2 separate regions of the Ovis aries genome follow, and region 2 is linked to region 1. The links are chromatin contacts, called in public Hi-C maps. All regions are on one chromosome and are shown on one strand. The core of a region is the stretch at or near the end of the contact, and the rest is flanking DNA. Distances in the headings are between cores, read along the strand shown. Region 1 overlaps LAMB3 (laminin subunit beta 3). Region 2 overlaps LOC114117304 (a long non-coding RNA gene).

Evidence for each region. Hi-C and Micro-C count contacts between places; a contact is called where the count stands out from the background.
Region 2: a Hi-C map of hypothalamus shows a contact between it and region 1, with 10 times the contacts expected there. The contact joins two enhancer-like sites. A contact is called at or near these places in 14 of 16 Hi-C or Micro-C datasets (blood, hypothalamus, liver and 7 more).

What each region holds. Positions count from the first base shown.
Region 1 is chr12:73,076,471-73,079,106 of ARS-UI_Ramb_v3.0, forward strand. The region is part of intron 1 of LAMB3 (laminin subunit beta 3); the gene reads left to right. Among named protein-coding and RNA genes, the nearest start is that of G0S2, 16 kb to the right of the region's middle. Within about 2 kb of position 1,316, at least 6 of the 54 cell types and tissues checked have an H3K27ac peak or open chromatin away from gene starts, as enhancers often do.
Region 2 is chr12:73,209,729-73,212,364 of ARS-UI_Ramb_v3.0, forward strand. LOC114117304 (a long non-coding RNA gene) reads left to right here. Exons shown (of 6, transcript XR_009595879.1): 2 at 872-1,453; 3 at 2,149-2,636. Among named protein-coding and RNA genes, the nearest start is that of CAMK1G, 7.2 kb to the left of the region's middle. Within about 2 kb of position 1,288, at least 10 of the 54 cell types and tissues checked have an H3K27ac peak or open chromatin away from gene starts, as enhancers often do.

The DNA.
Region 1 (2,636 bases), core at 66-2,565:
AATCGCTGACCAACCTAGACAGCATATTAAAAAGCAGAGACATTATTTTGCCAACAAAGGTCCATCTAGTCAAAGCTATGGTTTTTCTACTAGTCATGTATGGATGTGAGAGTTGGACTATCAAGAAAGCTGAGTGCCGAAAAATTGATGCTTTTGAACTGTGGTGTTGGAGAAGACTCTTGAGAGTCCCTTGGACTGCAAGGAGATCCAACCAGTCCATCCTAAAGGAAATCACTCCTGACTATTCATTGGAAAGACTGATGCTGAAGCTGAAACTCCAGTGCTTTGGAGTGATGTGAAGAACTGACTCATTGGAAAAGACCCTGATGCTGGGAAAGATTGAAGGTGGGAAGAGAAGGGGACAACAGAGGATGAGATGGTTGGATGGCATCCCTGACTCAATGGACATGAGTTTGAGCTAGCTCTGGGAGTTGGTGATGGACAGGGAAGCCTGGCATGCTGCAGTCCATGGGGTCCTAAAGAGTTGGACATGACTGAGCAACTGAACTGAGCTGAGCTGGAGGCCCGTCAGGGCTCTGAAGGCGCTGAGGCCGGAACGCTATGGGTTGAGGAGGAATGTATTTGAGGAAAGAACATTTTTAGTGTGAGTGTTGGGGAGAGGAGCTTTTGAGGAGATTGGGTTGCGGGATGTGCAGATCTGAAGGAGGGTTCTGATCTTTAGGACAGCAGTGAGCTAAGGTTTCATTTAAATGGTTTTGAGTATTTTCTCTGTCCCAGACACAGCGCTGGGGTGAGCGTGCTTTCAGCTTGTGGGAAAGATCCGACAGAGTCCCTGACTAGTGAATCACTGGAGCGGCAAGAGTTACAGGGTCCGAGGACTGGGCATGCGGAGACTCAAGGAAATAAGGTGAGGGTGGACATCGAACTCTTGCGGTCTCCTTCTAAATTCAGCGAGTTTTTAGCCTAATGTGTTTCCTTCCTTCGATTTTTGATTTTTGAGAGGCACATGGATCTGACTTCTCCATCTGTCCATTTCTGTTGGAGGGCGGGAGGGGAAGAAGGTGGGAAGCTGAATCGCTTAAGGCCCCCTTTCCCTCACGTTTAGCCACAGTATGTAGCTTTTATTCTCACTTCCGCCTCCTCCTGCTGTTCCTGGTCTGTGTACAGTCACACCTGTAAAGCAGGAGATGTCTTTCCCAGGTTGGTTGAATTTTTCCTTTTCTGTCTGATGAGAGGTTCATGAAGTTTGAAGTCTGGGAAACAGCCTGGGAAAAGGGCTTTACAGCAAGGGAGGGGGAATGTCTAGGTTTAGGATGTTAAGAGTTTTGACAGGTGTTTGCCAGCAGAGGGAGCCCCAGGGCTGGGCGAGAAAGCTCAGACTGCGTGCGTACACGCGTGCTGACTCCATGGAGCATAGCCCAGGCTCATCTGTCCTTGGGGTTCCCCAGGCAAGAATAATGCAGTGGGTTGCTATTTCCTACTACAAGGTATCTTCCCCATTCAGGTATCGAACCCGAGTCTCCTGCACTGGCAGGTGGCTTCTTTACCACTGTGCCGCCTGGGAAGCACAGATTCCTGGGGTTTAAAAATCTCAGTCCAGAGGGTTTTTGGGTTTATCGGTTAAGATAAGAGAAGATGAAAGAGGGAAGGAGGGAGGAAGAAGACGGGCTCACAATACACCAACATATACACAGAAACAGTTACACAAAAATCACATAACCCCATCCCCCACCCCTCCCTCCACGCGCTCACAGTTTCTGCTTCAGTCCAGTGATTCCTAAAACTTGCTGTGCAGTTAAATCATCTGGGGGAGGTAAGGGCAGATTCCCAGGCCCTTGAATGGGAGCCATCAAGGTTGGGACCCAGGAATTTGTATTTTTGCAAAGTGCCCAGGAGATTCTGAAGTAGCCTTTAGACAAACAAACTGGCCAACACCTCTGGGTAGTTAGGTAAATATTTCAAGTAGAGCTTGTTTGAGACTGAATTTAATGGCTCCAGCCATCAACATGTTGAGTGGTAAAAGAATGTAATCCATGGATGCTGTTGTGACTGAGTCATTTCCTTTCTCTCTTTCCTTCTTTTTCTCCCCTCTCTCTTCTTTCCTTTCCAAGTAATTTTTGTATTCATTAATATAATACAAAGTCACATGATATCAAAAAGCTTATAATGCTAACAGCAACCCTTGCTTCTCCCTTCCCCATGCCCAGGTCCCTTTCAAGGGCAACCACATTTTAAAATCCTATTTCTTTCCTCTGATTAACTCCATATTTTAAAACATTTACTGCCGTTCTTGATTTTGTACCATTAGAAATTATTTATTGATTTCCCACTAAGGGACTATTAGGACTTGCCATTTTATTTTACAACACACACAGATGCTCATTCCCTTCCAGCTAGGTTCCTAACACTGTTAAATCACAATTTTAATGAAATCATTAGTCAGTGTTCATATTATGATGACTGATTTTTTTTGCAGCTCAACAGTTTGCTGTACAGTGATTGCTTGTCTTTGTTTTCCTCTATGCCCCCTCCCCCCACCAGGAGTTAATAATCGTCTCATTTTTGCTTGTTTGCTCACTCAGTTGTCATGTTCTCCAAATCCTCTGGTAAAAGCAACACAGCTCAAATAAACGGGCCCAATTAATTGGATAATCTATATATTTTTTCCCTCGGAG
Region 2 (2,636 bases), core at 38-2,537, 130 kb after region 1:
GCTACCATGAGCTGCCTCACGCACACGCAGAATCCAAAAGAAGATACCAAACAGTTCTTTTCTTCTGGTTTTGTTGCATCTTGCAATTTCTTTAGGGTCCGCAGAATTGGGTGTTGGGTGGCCTATTCAGTCAGCGTCTCTGGCTACTTCCCCATGCCCCCTCCACCTAGGGAGGAAGGTATCAGTCCATGACAACTGGGCTTCCTCTTTCTGCTTTCCTCTTCCCCACGATTCCTCCATCCTATATACCCTCCCCTCACATCTTTCTGTCCTTTTCTGCTTTCTGTCCTTCTCAGGTTCAGCAAGTCTTCAGTTAAATCTTGCTCTAGCCTAGATGTGGCTGGGGTGGCTTTGGATCCTGTGGGTGGAATGCCTACAAGGTGAGCAGATTTTCACCTAATCCCCTCCTCACATGCTAGCCGTGTATCTATGGCTGAAAGAATCTGTCAGCTTTATTGCCTTGAGTCATATTCCCAAACGAGCCCAGTCTTGGCATATGCCCTGTTCCAGGAAGAAATGGGGGACAGGACAAAGCCTTTTTCCCCAGACTTTGGATTTTCGGCTGATGACCTAATCAGTTTCTATGTGGGAACTTGCTTCTGGTCCCCAGCAGAGATTGCAGGACACTTTGTCCTCCGTGTCCATCATTATCTGCAGTTTTTCCATATCCATAGCTGGTGGAATCAATCATGACTCTCCAAGGTCACCAGTGTGACCTTGAAAGACAGTAGGGGGAGGGGTTAAGGGTAGTGGGTAGGCAGTCATGCATATCATTTGCCTGATTCAAAGTTTTGTTAAGGCTGCTTAACAAAGCACCCTAGTGTGCAATTTGATTTTAACCTCCTTTTTCTGTTTCTTCTTAACCCTGCAGGGGATGGACAAATAGACTGGCGTATAAAAATTATGATGGCGAAAATTTCACTGAAGAATTCAGCCCACATCACCACATTTACAGAGATGCCCCAGACTGGGGATTAGGTGACCAACCATTGGTCCCCAAAGCATTTTTTCTTCTTTTTTTTCTATCTAAGCAAGCTGGGATTAGTCGAAATCTCAAGGATCTTCCTGTTCTGCTCTGTGAAATTGGGTTAACAGTGTCAGTCTACCCCATGAGTCTGTCAGGGTCAAATGACACGAAACGATGTGTGTGGAATATGAAAAGTAATGCTGTGTCTATTTCCGGTTGAAGTAATGTGTCTGACGCCAGGTCCCCTGCCTTGGGCAGAGTTACAGTACAGCAGGGCTGCTCTCGGCTTCTCCGGAGGGAGGCGGGGTAGCCGGGCTCCCTCTGTGCCAGTGCGAGCTGCCACTGCCCTCTAGTGACAGCCTTCTGACCAAACGTGCTGTCTGCCCTCTGGCTGACGGGGAGAGCAGACCTCTTCCTGTAGGACTGTTTCTGACCCATCCTTCGTCAATAAATCCTCACCTCAAATTCTCCACGTGTGTGCTCTGGGTGGGTGAGCGCTGCTCTTTTCCATGCTATTCTACGAATTGACAAATATGTGTCAGGAGTCTGCTATGGGGGTGGGCAGTGTCCGGGGTCTGCTATGGGGGTGGGCTGTGTCCGGGATCTCTTATGGGGGTGGGCTGTGTCCGGGGTCTACCATGCGGGATGGGCAGTGTCAGGGGTCTCCTATGGGGGTGGGCTGTGTCAGGGGTCTCCTATGGGGGTGGGCTGTGTCAGGGGTCTCCTATGGGGGTGGGCTGTGTCTGGGATCTCCTATGGGGGTGGGCTGGTCAGGGGTCTACTATGGGGGTGGGCTGTGTCCGGGGTCTGCTATGGGAGTGGGTTGTGTCCGTGATCTCCCGTGGGGGTGGGCTGTATCTGGGATCTCCTATGGGGGTGGGCAGTGTCAGGGGTCTGCTATAGGGGTGGGCTGTGTCCAGGATCTCCTATGGGGGTGAGCTGTGTCAAGGGTCTACTATAGGGGGTGGGCTGTGCCAGGCATGGAGATGACTCCCCGCCTCACCCATGTTCTGTCTCTTTGAGGAGTGGGCGATCTCACACCAGTTATCCGCAGGAGGTCAACCTGCTGGAAAATTTCCCGGGGTGATAACTGAGCCTCCCGCCATGTCCCTTGGCCCCCCGTCATGGAAGTGACCCGACAGGACCAAAGAGATGACCTGCTGACTGTCTCCATCCCCCAGGTGCCCAGCACAGAGGCGTTCTGGAAGGACCCACCTACTGAAGAATCTGTCTGCTGAATGAATAAGTTGACCTTCAGGAGTGCCTTCCTGGATACACCCGGAAATTCTCTAACATGTGTACATCTCCTTGAGGGTCACAGTGAGGAAGTTAGGCGTCAGATGGGAGAGAAGACTTGGAACTGCCTTTTAAGTGTCTGACTACGAGTTCCTAGGCAGTTTGTTAACCTTTCTGTTTCTCTTACGCAAAATGCACCCAAGGGAACCACCTTTCTCGGCTAGAGGGGCCTAAGAATTAAATGAGACAATGTACCTGAACTCCCTGGAAAAGGATCTGCGCTCAGGAAGTGGACCCTTTGAGGGTGTGAGTGAGAGAGACAGGGCAGGGACCTGCACAGAGAGGAGGGCGGCTCAGAGGCTGGGCAGATGGGGAAGGGGCCGTGTCCTCATAGATGGTAGGCGTGACTGCACGAGTGTGCTTTGTAGATGGT